Regions from separate parts of the Mus musculus genome. Here regions 2, 3 and 4 are each linked to region 1. Evidence: chromatin contacts called from public promoter capture Hi-C and targeted proximity ligation data. All regions are on one chromosome and are shown on one strand. The core of a region is the stretch at or near the end of the contact, and the rest is flanking DNA. Distances in the headings are between cores, read along the strand shown. Region 1 holds the start of Dagla (diacylglycerol lipase, alpha). Region 2 holds the start of Ms4a8a (membrane-spanning 4-domains, subfamily A, member 8A). Region 3 holds the start of Tmem132a (transmembrane protein 132A). Region 4 holds the start of Cd6 (CD6 antigen).

The links. Promoter capture Hi-C pulls out the DNA fragments that hold promoters and counts their contacts.
Region 2: a contact with region 1 is called in a targeted proximity ligation map of pancreatic cancer cells. A contact is called at or near these places in 1 of 39 promoter capture datasets (the HPC-7 cell line) and 1 of 130 datasets of targeted methods (pancreatic cancer cells).
Region 3: a contact with region 1 is called in a promoter capture Hi-C map of the HPC-7 cell line, with 2.7 times the contacts expected there. A contact is called at or near these places in 3 of 39 promoter capture datasets (the HPC-7 cell line, HPC-7-derived erythroid cells and cranial neural crest).
Region 4: a promoter capture Hi-C map of liver shows a contact between it and region 1, with 2.4 times the contacts expected there. A contact is called at or near these places in 2 of 39 promoter capture datasets (the HPC-7 cell line and liver) and 1 of 484 Hi-C or Micro-C datasets (cortical neurons).

Annotation. Positions count from the first base shown.
Region 1 is chr19:10,303,519-10,306,314 of GRCm38.p6, reverse strand. Dagla (diacylglycerol lipase, alpha) reads left to right here and starts at 1,438. Exons shown (of 20, transcript NM_198114.2): 1 at 1,438-1,494.
Region 2 is chr19:11,079,636-11,082,431 of GRCm38.p6, reverse strand. It overlaps Ms4a8a (membrane-spanning 4-domains, subfamily A, member 8A), which reads left to right and starts at 1,329. Exons shown (of 7, transcript NM_022430.2): 1 at 1,329-1,448. The coding sequence starts at 1,336.
Region 3 is chr19:10,868,342-10,871,137 of GRCm38.p6, reverse strand. Tmem132a (transmembrane protein 132A) reads left to right here and starts at 1,359. Exons shown (of 11, transcript NM_133804.2): 1 at 1,359-1,599. The coding sequence starts at 1,512. It overlaps Tmem109 (transmembrane protein 109), which reads left to right. Exons shown (of 4, transcript NM_134142.1): 4 at 1-478.
Region 4 is chr19:10,828,675-10,831,470 of GRCm38.p6, reverse strand. Cd6 (CD6 antigen) reads left to right here and starts at 1,413. Exons shown (of 13, transcript NM_009852.3): 1 at 1,413-1,663. The coding sequence starts at 1,615.

The DNA of each region.
Region 1 (2,796 bases), core at 189-2,688:
GGATGGCCACGTGGGCATGCTTTCTCCATTAGGAACTTTGGTGAGTAAGGAAAAGAGCTGATTTTGCAGAGTCCTTTCTGCCTGGCATCAGTTGATCTACCATGGTTCACAGGACCAATATAATTCTTTCTTCCAGGTGTCTGGGACTTTGAAGCAAGAGATATTATCTCCAACTGTGTGGTTTGAATGGACCATGACAATCTAGAGATAACGTCCCTGAACCCAGGCCTCCCCAGATTTCTGAACTTCCTGAGACATCGGGAGCTCCTCTCCAGGAATTCTTGAAGTGCTCATATTTGTTCCCCAAATCCATTTTCTTTACCTAAGCCAGAGCTTATCTTTGCAATAACCGTAGATGCTACCGAATTGCCTGGCGAGGGGCTGAACTCTGCAACGAGGAGAAGTCTGTCCCGGATGCAGGGTTTCACTTTCAGTCAGATGTCCACCTATGTCCTCCAGGCCTACAGAACAAGTCAATCATCCTGACGTCATTCTCAGAATGACGTCTGAGCCCAGGAAACATTTCACACGCTTGCTTTCTGCGTTACTTTCCTTTCGACCTCTCATATCTTTCTGCTCGACTTTGGAGACTTAACTGATTGCATCATCATGACCGCTAGATCCAATCTTACCTATGACCCCCTGTGCAGCTGCAGCTCTTAGCTTAGCCCCCATGTGACCTGATATCTCTAAGGGCAAGCCTGCTCCCACCCACTCCCCAGACTCAACCCAGAACACCAGCATAGCTGTGTCCCTGCCAAAAAGCAGCTTTCAGGAAGGCGAGTTGAGCGACTTGCGCATGAATGGATGGGCGTGTGTGAAGGAGAACAGGAGGGGCGATTTTCTTCATTTATCAGAAAATCAAAATTGATCAAACTCCCCTTTTGCTGTCAGGCACTATGCTGGGTGTTGAGGAGGGTGAGAGTAGGGGGGAAGAGGAGGACATAGATAAAGATGTGTCCCAACTCCTCAAGACGCTGCTAGGTCCCCTGAAGGAGGTGGAACCCATCTCTCTCCTTTCCTCCCCCAAACAAACCAGTTCTCCGGTGATCCTACTTGCTATTTTTCATCTCCCACGCTAAACCCTGTCACGCGGGACCTGAAGGAGGGGAACCCAAGCAGCTACCGTGCCCCTGTTCAGTGCCCACGGTCCAACCCCTTTCGTCTGCCCACGGAACCCCCGTGGAGGCCTCAGCCCCGCGCCCACCGCCCCCACGCGCGGGGATCCAGGGCTCCACCACCTCGGGCCTGCGCGCCTCTCCCCTCCCTGGCGCTAGGGGGCGCTGCCGCCCCACGGCCGTCGCCATGGTCACCGCTGGCGGCGGAGTGGGGTTTACGTAAAGGACGCAGCGTCCCCCGGGGGGCGGAGGCGGCCTTCGCGCCGGCGCCGGCGCCCTGCGGAAGCAACGTTAGTGAATAGGGGCCTTGGGGAGCCCAGGATGGAGGTGGCGGTCGCAGTGGCCGCGGCGGGCCGAGCCCTGCGGCGGGCCGGAGGTAAGGGGGCCCGGGCCGAGTCCCGGGCGCAGGAGCTCTGCGAGCGGCGTGGCGGGCTGGGCAATGTCCACTGCGCGCGGTGGCCGGTCCGACAGGTCCGCGGGCGGAGGTGCGGCTGCCACGCGCGCTCGTGGCAGGTGTGAGGTCCGCGGAGCCCCGGGCCACCGGCGTGGGGATGGTGACACGCATGGCACGGGCGTGGGCAACGTGGATACAGCACGGGCAGCGTGATTTTTCCTGGCGAGGGTGTCAGAAGACTCACCCCCGCCTTGGTGTAGCGGTGGCCGCCCAGGTGTGAGGAGGGTGCACCCTCTGTACAGGAGGGCGATGCACGCAGCTGGTGCTGGTGGGTGGCCAGCTGATGCTGGGCCGTGATGGTGCGGTGGGCATGGGTGTGAGAAAGTGCTGCCATTGCTTGGATGTTGGTTGGCATGGTTCTGGCCTTGGGCTTGACATGGTTTGGAGTGATGGTCCTGGGGGCTTAAAGAATCAATGTCCTGGGCATGACTAGTGGCTCCGGCCCTGCTGTGAGAAATGGCCTTGGCTTAGCGCAGTGCCCTGGAATGACTAATACTGTGAGGGAAGACAGGTGGCCCTCAGACCCTGGTAAATAAGAGGGTAAATACCCACCCTTACAGGGAGATCAGTAGGGGCGACGTCTCTGTCATGGGGCTCAGCATTAATGCCTGTTGGTGTGCTGGCCTTGGGGCAGAAGGCTGGAAGAAGGTTGGTGTTTTTTATGATGGATGAGAATAAGAGACACCATGTGTCTACCATGAGGTTCTTGGTTGCTGTCCCAGGTAGAGCTCTGCTCAGTTATGAACCTTTACCTGGCTCATGAGTCCTCCCCCATTTGGAGGAAGATGGGAGGAATAGGTGGTTCTCACTGGTGGTCCTTGTTTCTGATTATAGGAGACTCAGAAGGGTATAGAGAAGTAGCCCAGGCTACGTCGTCCCTGGGCCCTTCCTTTCACTTGGTTGATGGCGGTGCTACTGGGTTTCTGGGAATTGTATCTTTTGGGCTGCGTGGAAGATGGTTCTGTGGCTACTGGGAGTGTTTGGAGATTGCATATATCCTAACTAGTCTTCTGAGAAGCTTTGGAGAAGGTCCCCCATCTCTCTATCTCTTTCCTTCCCTCCCTCCCTCTATCTCTCCCCCCTCCCAGCCCCCATCTCCTTCCTCCTCTCATTGCCACATGATGTCCCACTTCACAGAGCATCAGTGGGCAGACCCCTAGAGACGTTGAAGACTTCAGGGTGTTATGGGTTTCTTGGGGGGGAAGGCACAGAAGTAGAAGCAAA
Region 2 (2,796 bases), core at 80-2,579, 780 kb before region 1:
CTAATATATGCTAAAAGTAACTTTTTGAAAAATGAAAAAATAAGACAGAGGAAAACATCTAGACTTCTGACCTATAGACACACACACATCATGCATGGACACACACACATACACATACACACAATAAAACAATATCAAATTTGAAGAAATGATCCCACAGATAAGGTCTAATAAAAAGCTGGCTTTAAAAACTTGGGGGCAAATCTGAAAAGGGTATTGGCAAGGTTTGATTGAATTAGAATTTTTCATCCTTTTTGCTTTCAATGTCCCTTGTGTGTGCCTACCCAAAACTTGTCCTGTGCTTTCTTCCCTTCTTGGCTTTGTCCCTTTCGATAGCCTCTGCCTATAATGTTCTTTCAGTTGGTCAGCTTGCAAAGTGCCAGCCATCCTCTCATCTCAGTGTGCTCAGTCAGGGAGAGTCTAATGAGTGTCTTTCGTATGCCAATTGGAATTTTTAAAAAGTCAATATGTCACATCTGATTCCAAAGACCTCACTGCTCCAGTACAGCAGTTCTCAGACAAGATCCTTATTTTCCAGGTGAGATAAAAATAAATGGAAGGGGGGCTGGTGAGATGGCTCAGTGGGTAAGAGCACCCGACTGCTCTTCCGAAGGTCAGGAGTTCAAATCCCAGCAACCACATGGTGGCTCACAACTGACTCCCTCTTCTGGAGTGTCTGAGGACAGCTACAGTGTACTTACAATAAATAAATAAATAAATAAATAAATATAAATAAATAAATAAATGGAAGGGAAGAGAGAGATGACTCCATGGTTAAGAGACATCTGCTCTTGCAGCATACCCAAGTTCTATTCTCAGCAACCACATGGTGGTTCACAACTGTCTGTGAGAGCAGTCACTGCACACACAAAGCAGATAAGCATACATAGAGGCAAAATATCCATACACGTTACATAAAAGTAAATGACTTTAAACCTATGGAAGAGAGTTGAGTGTAACTTTCATTTTATCCATTGATTCCATCTTTTCTCATTGCAGTTCAATGATTTCAAGTGTCTAAGCACTCCAGCTCCACAGCTCTCTCTGTGTTCTCCTGGGATCATGTATTTCTTTGCTGTGAAACTGAGTCAACCTGTCCTCTATTTCAGCACAGTACATCCAGCCCTGAATGTCCAGGTCATTCTTTTGTCTCCTAGAACACCCAGCACAACCTCAACTCTCCATTCAGGCACCTTGAAGCCCTTGACAAAATGAGCTGTATTTAATTGGTTCCATAACTAAAACAGGAAGCAAATGTGGGTGTGGAAGCTCTGACCAGCTGCTGACCCAGGCCTCACCCAGGAAAGAAGTAGAGAGGACTTTGGATCATTCTAAATGAATCGCCCAACTGCACAGGGTGCAGTCAATCTCTCGGGGAGTAAGTTTTCTACAGCAAAGAGTTGGGAACCGGAGCAAGAGAGACTTACTTGGCAACCGGGCACAGTAAGGTGAGTGTGTGTGATCAAATGGTTATATGAATTGCTGATGAATGGAGATAAGGGGTTTGTGTCAAATGAGACATGGGGAATGTAAGTGGATGAAAGACGCTGGAGAGGTATATTGGGTGAAAAACATAGAAGGGTGTATTGTACTTATTTTATTGTGTCTGTTCCAAAAACAGAATGGAAGAAGAGAAACTTTTAAAGGTATACCACTCACTGGGTATGGGTTAATGCTGAGACCCACAGGGTAGAAGGATAAAATCAACTCCCACCAGTTATCTTCTGGCCTCCAAGTGTGTAACATGGAAGGCACACATACACACATACACACACAAATAATAAAATGGCCCTAGAAAATTAAACCAGACAACACACACACCCACTACACTGACAATAGACTTCCCTTGAGCACAATGGCCTCCATTTTTCTAATATGTACATGACATTGGAGAAGTCAACACTACTGTCACACTCTGTTTCCTTTTCCAAAATCTAAGAGAACTAAACTCCATGTTCCCCAAGAGTCTTTCTACCTGTGGGACTCTGAGATCAGATAATTCCACTGTACACAAAACAGGATCAAGATAGTAGGAGACATGCAAAGAGTGAAATGGCACAGCCTGGCTTCCGGGAGTGCCTAGCCTCTCCGGGCTTTACTTTTTCATCCATGGGACAAGTTAAAACTGTAAGAGAAGCATTTGTAAAGTGTTGGTTGCCTGGCACTTACCTGGCATATGCCTGGCATTCTCAACAAGCCCTGAAATAGAAGTTTAACATTATCTCTAAGATGGTGTTAACAAATAGGTGGGGTTGAATTGCTCAGGTAAAAATCATTCTTGGTTATTTTAAAGTGTTTAATGTCCTATGTGTGTGCGTGTGCATGCACATGATCAAGTATGTGTGTTCACATGTATATGGAGACCACAGGACTATATAGGGTGTCTCCCTTACTCGCTCTCCAGAGATCCCATCTCTCCTGTCCCACAGGTGCACCTAGCAATAAAGACAATATCAATAGACTTGTTATTATTATTAATTACTGTTATTATACTTTATTTACTTATTGTTTATGGTCACACAAGTGCCACTAAATGTTCTTGGAAATTAGAGAACAAATTTTAGGAATCAGTTCTCTCTTTCCACCACGTGAGTCTCAGGGTCCAAACTCAAGGTCACCAGGCAGAAATGACTTTACCTGCTGAGTCGTCTCACTGGCCCTACACTTGGCTTTTTACAAAAGGTGCTGGGAAATCTAAACCCATATCCTAATGTTTGTTGAGCAAGTGGCTACTGACTGAGCTGCCTCCCCAGCCTCTTGAAGTCTTTTTAAAATGTAAACACAGTATATAAATGA
Region 3 (2,796 bases), core at 110-2,609, 560 kb before region 1:
GAGTGAGCCCCTTGCAGAATCCCCACTCCAGCAAACAAAGCAACGGCCCTGCTGGGATTGTCGAATCTCCCTTGAGGGTTTCAGGGACCTTGAAAAGGGCAGGAGGACCTGCTGTCTTGCAGTTTTACCCCTGTCCACTCTCTGCCATCCAGAAGCAAGCGTTGGTCAGTGTTGTGTCCCAGTAGCTGGGAAGGGCACGGCTTTGCCCTGATCTGTTCTGCAGGGCTAGGAGTGAGCCTGCCACTAACCCCTCTCCACCACTTGCTCACTCTTGGCCTTGGCCTTGGCCTTTAGGTCCCTGGTGGAGGGAGATGACCCATGCCAGGTCCAGCACAAGATGTGAAGATTAAATGCCTATTCTTACTGAAGGTTTGATGTGGAATCATGGCTGCAGTGATATGTTTTTATCAGCGCTTGGTGGTTTTAAAGTGCATGCTATTTTATTATCTTCTTCTGAATAAAATGTATTTACTCAAAAGTCTCTGCTGACAAACTCTCTTCCTTCTGGACTTCTAGCAGAAATCTGTTGGGAGGAAGGGAGGGCTCAGGAAGGCAGGATGTACCTGGTACCTTTCCCCCTAGGACTCTGGAGGGAGGCATGCACTCTCTTGGAAAGCTTGCAGATCTGGCAGCTCTGTTGGGACTGAAGTTGCCCCTTCCTGCAGGGTGCTTATATTGCTAGCTTGGGGAACCTGGAAAAACTGGCTTCCCTCCCAGACTCAGGAATTTACTGAATAAGGTTCTCAATGTGGCTCCAGGTGGTTCTGCTCTTTTGTGTAAGGCCCGGGCACGTTTCTGTTTCTTTTTCCTCTTTAAGTTGCCATGGAGATGCCAAATCTGGACCTCTCCCAACACTACCTGAGGGCAAGGCTAGGTGGCACTGGGAGTCAGGACTCCCTCAGAAGGGTTGACCAGCCTACACCCTTCATCCTTAGGGACTCTTTCTGGGATAGGTTTGGGCATGAGACAAGCTGCCTCCACGGATGGCCTAAGGTGGTCTGGCCTGGTTTGGCCTCTCCTTTTCTGCCCCAGCAGCTCTGTTCTCTTATGTCCCTGAATTCTAGATGCCTTCACAGGTGAGATGCCTGTGGGGAGGGTATGAGGCAGAGGAAACGGGTTTTGTTTGTTTTTCTCCTTGATCATCGGCTTCCACGAGGAATCCCAGAACGCACCTTGTGCTTCCTGGCAGAGGACATCAATCTGCTTAGTCTCCAGGGACGCTGCCTTATTCCAATCCTAGGCACCCTAGGCACGGGGCCACGCTCTGGGTTTTGGGATCCGCAGGGCACTAGGACCCGGCGGGGCGAAGGGGACAGCCCATGTGCCTGCGTTCCCTCCCACCCCACTGCTCCTGCTCCATTGTCTGGGAACTGCAGCCGCGGGCCGGCGGCGCAGGGAACTAGCTGGCCACAGCGGCTGGCGCGGAGCGGGCGCGGGAGATGTGGGGACAGATTGCAGCCACCTGAGCCGCGCGCCGGTTACCCTCCTTTGGTGGGAAGGAGTGCGCCTCGATGACTGAACGCAAGGCTGCGGCCCCTCGGGGGCCCTACGGTGCCTGGTTCTGCCTCCTGGTGGCTCTCGCCCTGGAAGTCGTGAGAGGTCAGAGGGAAGGGAGGGGTGGGGAGGGGCGACCTGGCCCTGTCCGTCCGAGGCCACGCGCCATTGATGCCCCCAAGCCACTGGACTCTAGAACTAAACCTAGAGCGATGCCCTGGAGAGGTCTAACCTTGGGAAACCGGTTCCCAGCCAACAGCCCTTTGGCTTTCTTCTCTGTGCACCACCTAGATGCTCCTAAAGTCTTTTCACTCCCATCTTCACTAGCCCGGTCCCAACTCCTCTGCGAGCCCCTCTCCAGCCGCGACATCTAACCCGGCTGCCCTGCTTCCCCGTGCACCACCTCTTCCTAACCTGCAGTTCTAGTCCCCAGAAACCCGCTGGTTAGTCACAGGAATGCAAAACAGGCTCTTTGCCTGAGACCCGAGAGATATGCCTCTGCCCCCCCCCCTCTCTCCCTTTCCCCCTCTCTCTCTCCCCCTCTCTCTCCCTGTTCCAAGGAGATCTCCAACATTGGAGTCTTCTGGGAGAGTCCCAGCCTTGCCTTTCCGAGCCCTTGTGGGTGCACCCATCACTGAGTACGAAAGGGGCAGCAGCTACCGCGTGCCTGCCATAAGCTGGGGCTGAAAGGTGGAAGATGTTATGGGAATTGGGAGATGGCGAAGTAGTCTCTACCTTTCTGCCCCCATCAAGAGGGCTGGATTCTCCGTGATGGGAGACCATGGAAGTCCGTGGGAGTCAGGCTACTGAGCATCTTGTAATTATGGAAACATTGAATTAGAAGGTGGACCGGAGCCACCCTAAGGACCAACAACAGTCACTCACTTGTTACCCTTAGGGATACTGGTGCGCGGGCGCGCGCGCGGGGGGGGGGCACTCTAGAGAAAAGCCCCGCCGTCCCAGCTCAGCTGTGGGGCTGAGAGAGCTGGTTCTGGAACTTCTTTTAGGTACCTGCTCCAAACCCTGCAGAACCAGTGGGGGTCCTAATAACCCCTCCACAGTGAGGGAAGGAAAGCTTTTTCATTTGGCTCACTAACAATCTCACTTCCAGTATGATCTACACCAAGCTTCCAAAACCCTCCCCTGCTCACCGGGTTATGAAATACTCCCACCCCTTGTACCAGTGAGGAAGGAAACCCAGGCTCCAAGATGCTGGTGACTGGCCCATCTTTCATGGAGTAGAGCTAGGGCATAAAGTCAGATCTCTCCCCTTATCCCCCAAACCTCTTCAGGGAGAGTCAT
Region 4 (2,796 bases), core at 164-2,663, 530 kb before region 1:
AAACAAGCTAGAATGGAGGAAGTGGAGTACCAAAAAATGTTGTATGAGGCATGGCTGGAATCTGGAACCAGTCTCTTTCTAGACTCTAGGGTTCTGCTTAGAGACAAATTATCCATTCCCACATTCTCTCAACAAAACCTATTTAACACCTACTATGTGTTACGAGGGGGGGCTCATTGGTGAGCTAAATGCACAGTCTACTTTCTAGCCTGGTTCAGCACGCCTAGGCAGCCTGGTCCTTCCCGCTCTAGCCCTTTCCTCCCGAATCTTTTCCTTCCCCAGCAGCCTCCCTGCACAGCCATCTGCTGAAACTCCGCTTGCCCTCTTGCCCAGGACACAAACAGCGAGCAGTCCTCAAAGATGGGATCCAGATTCTTTGGCACCTCTGTGCAACTCCCACCTGGGTTGGGGCACGTGGAGGTGGGGGGGAGTCCTTCTCTGAGACCCCCTATTCTTTGGGGTTTCCTTTGGAAAAGCTTAGGCCCTTGCTACGTGCACCCCAGGACTGGGGAAATGGTTCAGTAGTTTGCCAAAGAAGCATGAGAAGCAGAGCTCAGACTGTCAGGACCTACACAAAAGCCCTGCAGGTATGGCAGCCTCCTGAGATCCCAGCACTTAGGAGGCAGAGATGGGGACCTCCAGCGTAAGCTGGCGAGCTAAACTTGTGGAATCAGGAGCTCTAGATACAGTGAGAGACCCAACCTCGATAAATAACAGAGAACAATTGAATTGAAGAAGACTACTCTGACATCAGCTTCAAACTTACATACACACACACACAGACACACACACACACGCACAAATATACACACACATAGATACACACATTCATACATGTGCATATACACTACGCATACCATATGCTCACACACACACTTGCACACACATGCACACACATGCACATACTTTCTCTCACAAACATACACACACATGAATGAACACACACACACACATATTCACACACATACATATATACACATACACGCACACACACTACACACGGCACACCTGACATACCCCTCGATACACACACGCAAAAGAAGAGTCCATCAAGACTCTGTCCTCCTGCCTCTTAGTCACCACATTCCCAAGGACAACACAAACCTTGGAATGCAACCCCATGAGAGCTGGATTCTGTGGGAGGGGCAGCAGGGGCGCATTAATTCACTCTTCTAGCACCAGTTACTAGAGCATCTCTGGGAATGAGCTGTCTCTTTGTGTCCAGGAAAGAAGGCACAGCCTCTTTGTCTTTCTTGGAAGACCCTCAGGGATGCGTTCATTGGACATGGCCTCTGTGATTCTTAGGGTTCACTTTGGTTGGTGGGCTTATGGAAGGTAGCTTGGCTCCCCCACCCCAACAGCCCTGTAACAGCACCCCTGTTACAACAGCCTGGCTTCCTGGAGACCAAAACCACAAGCAGAAGGTAGAGGCGTGAGACACTCACAGGCTGGGCCTGTGTGTAGGAGAGAGAGTGCGCAGCACACAGGGCACTGAGAACAAGAACAGAAAGGGCACCACGGGTGAGACAAGCCATCGGTGGCACAACCGTCTCCCGGAACCAGGATGGCACTTCCTATGGGCAGGCGTGAGTAGCAGTGGAGACAGCACCAGACATGTGGCTCTTCCTTGGGATCGCTGGATTGCTGACAGCAGTTCTCTCAGGTAGATCTCTTCTGTCACCTCCTACAGCTCGTGCTAGGGGACCCGGGTTCTGTCTGCTTGGCCCCTTGCTAGCTGTTTCCTCATGGCCACCTTTGTAGAGCCTTTTAACCTAAGACCATCCTGGTGTGACAACAGCTTGGGGCTTGAGGTGACGCAGGGACCCCTTAAAGGGCCGGATGATGCTCTCATCATAAAAGGCCTCCTGGGAGTGAGGTGAACGAACCTCATGCCTGACTTGGGGCCTAGGTCTGAGGAAGGAGCTCCCCACGCATCCATAGGTGCAGGAAGCACCCGCTTCTCCCACCTTCTTACCATCTCACAGGAAGGAAGGAACGACTCCTTTGAGAGGGAGGACCAGCCAGCATCAGTATTTTCCATGTTAAGTCCCAGAGTGGGGTTCACCAGGACCAGAGACAGAATCCAGGGAGACCCAGGGGACTTCACTCTTAGTGACTTCGGTTCAACCTCTTGGATGAATTTGAGACACAAATGATCAAGAAGGCTTTTGAGTTCCTGAGCTGCTAAGTGCTGAAGTAGTCTTGCATAGTCTGGACTAGGGTTCTGGAGCAAAGGCCCAAGGTCGCCAGATACTTGATAGAGTGCACAGGCCAAGCTAGCAGAAACAGGCAATACACAGAGACTCAGGAATCCCTGTACATGGCAGGCATTCACATTTCAGGGTAGGAAGATGGTATAGAAACAGACTTAGGGTCTAAGGAGTTAGGTCTGCCTTACAGAAGGGGAGCCCAGGCAGAGGGATGGGGACATAAAGCTGGTCAGAGGTTATGAGCACTCGGGGAGTTCTGAAGTGTCTTCTTTCTGTCTGGATCTTCAGGCATTTCATCCAAGTCCCCTGGTGTTAATTGGCATGTGTTTTGCCCAGTAGAGGCCTGGGCTTTTGCTGTCCTTTCTTGACCAGCTGTTTCCAAAGCACTGGCTCTCGGAGCTCAGCCTCCTTCTACTCAGGCCGACGGCAAGGCCTTCTGCTTCTTCCTATCCATCAGTGCCACCACCTCTGCCTCTCTTAAGAGGCCTGACACAAGATCAGGCTTAAGTCCTAAAGGAAAAGGTCTGCTGACCGCTAAGACCGGGGCCCCAAACAAGCCAGCTCCTTCTCTTTCCACTGCTTCCCA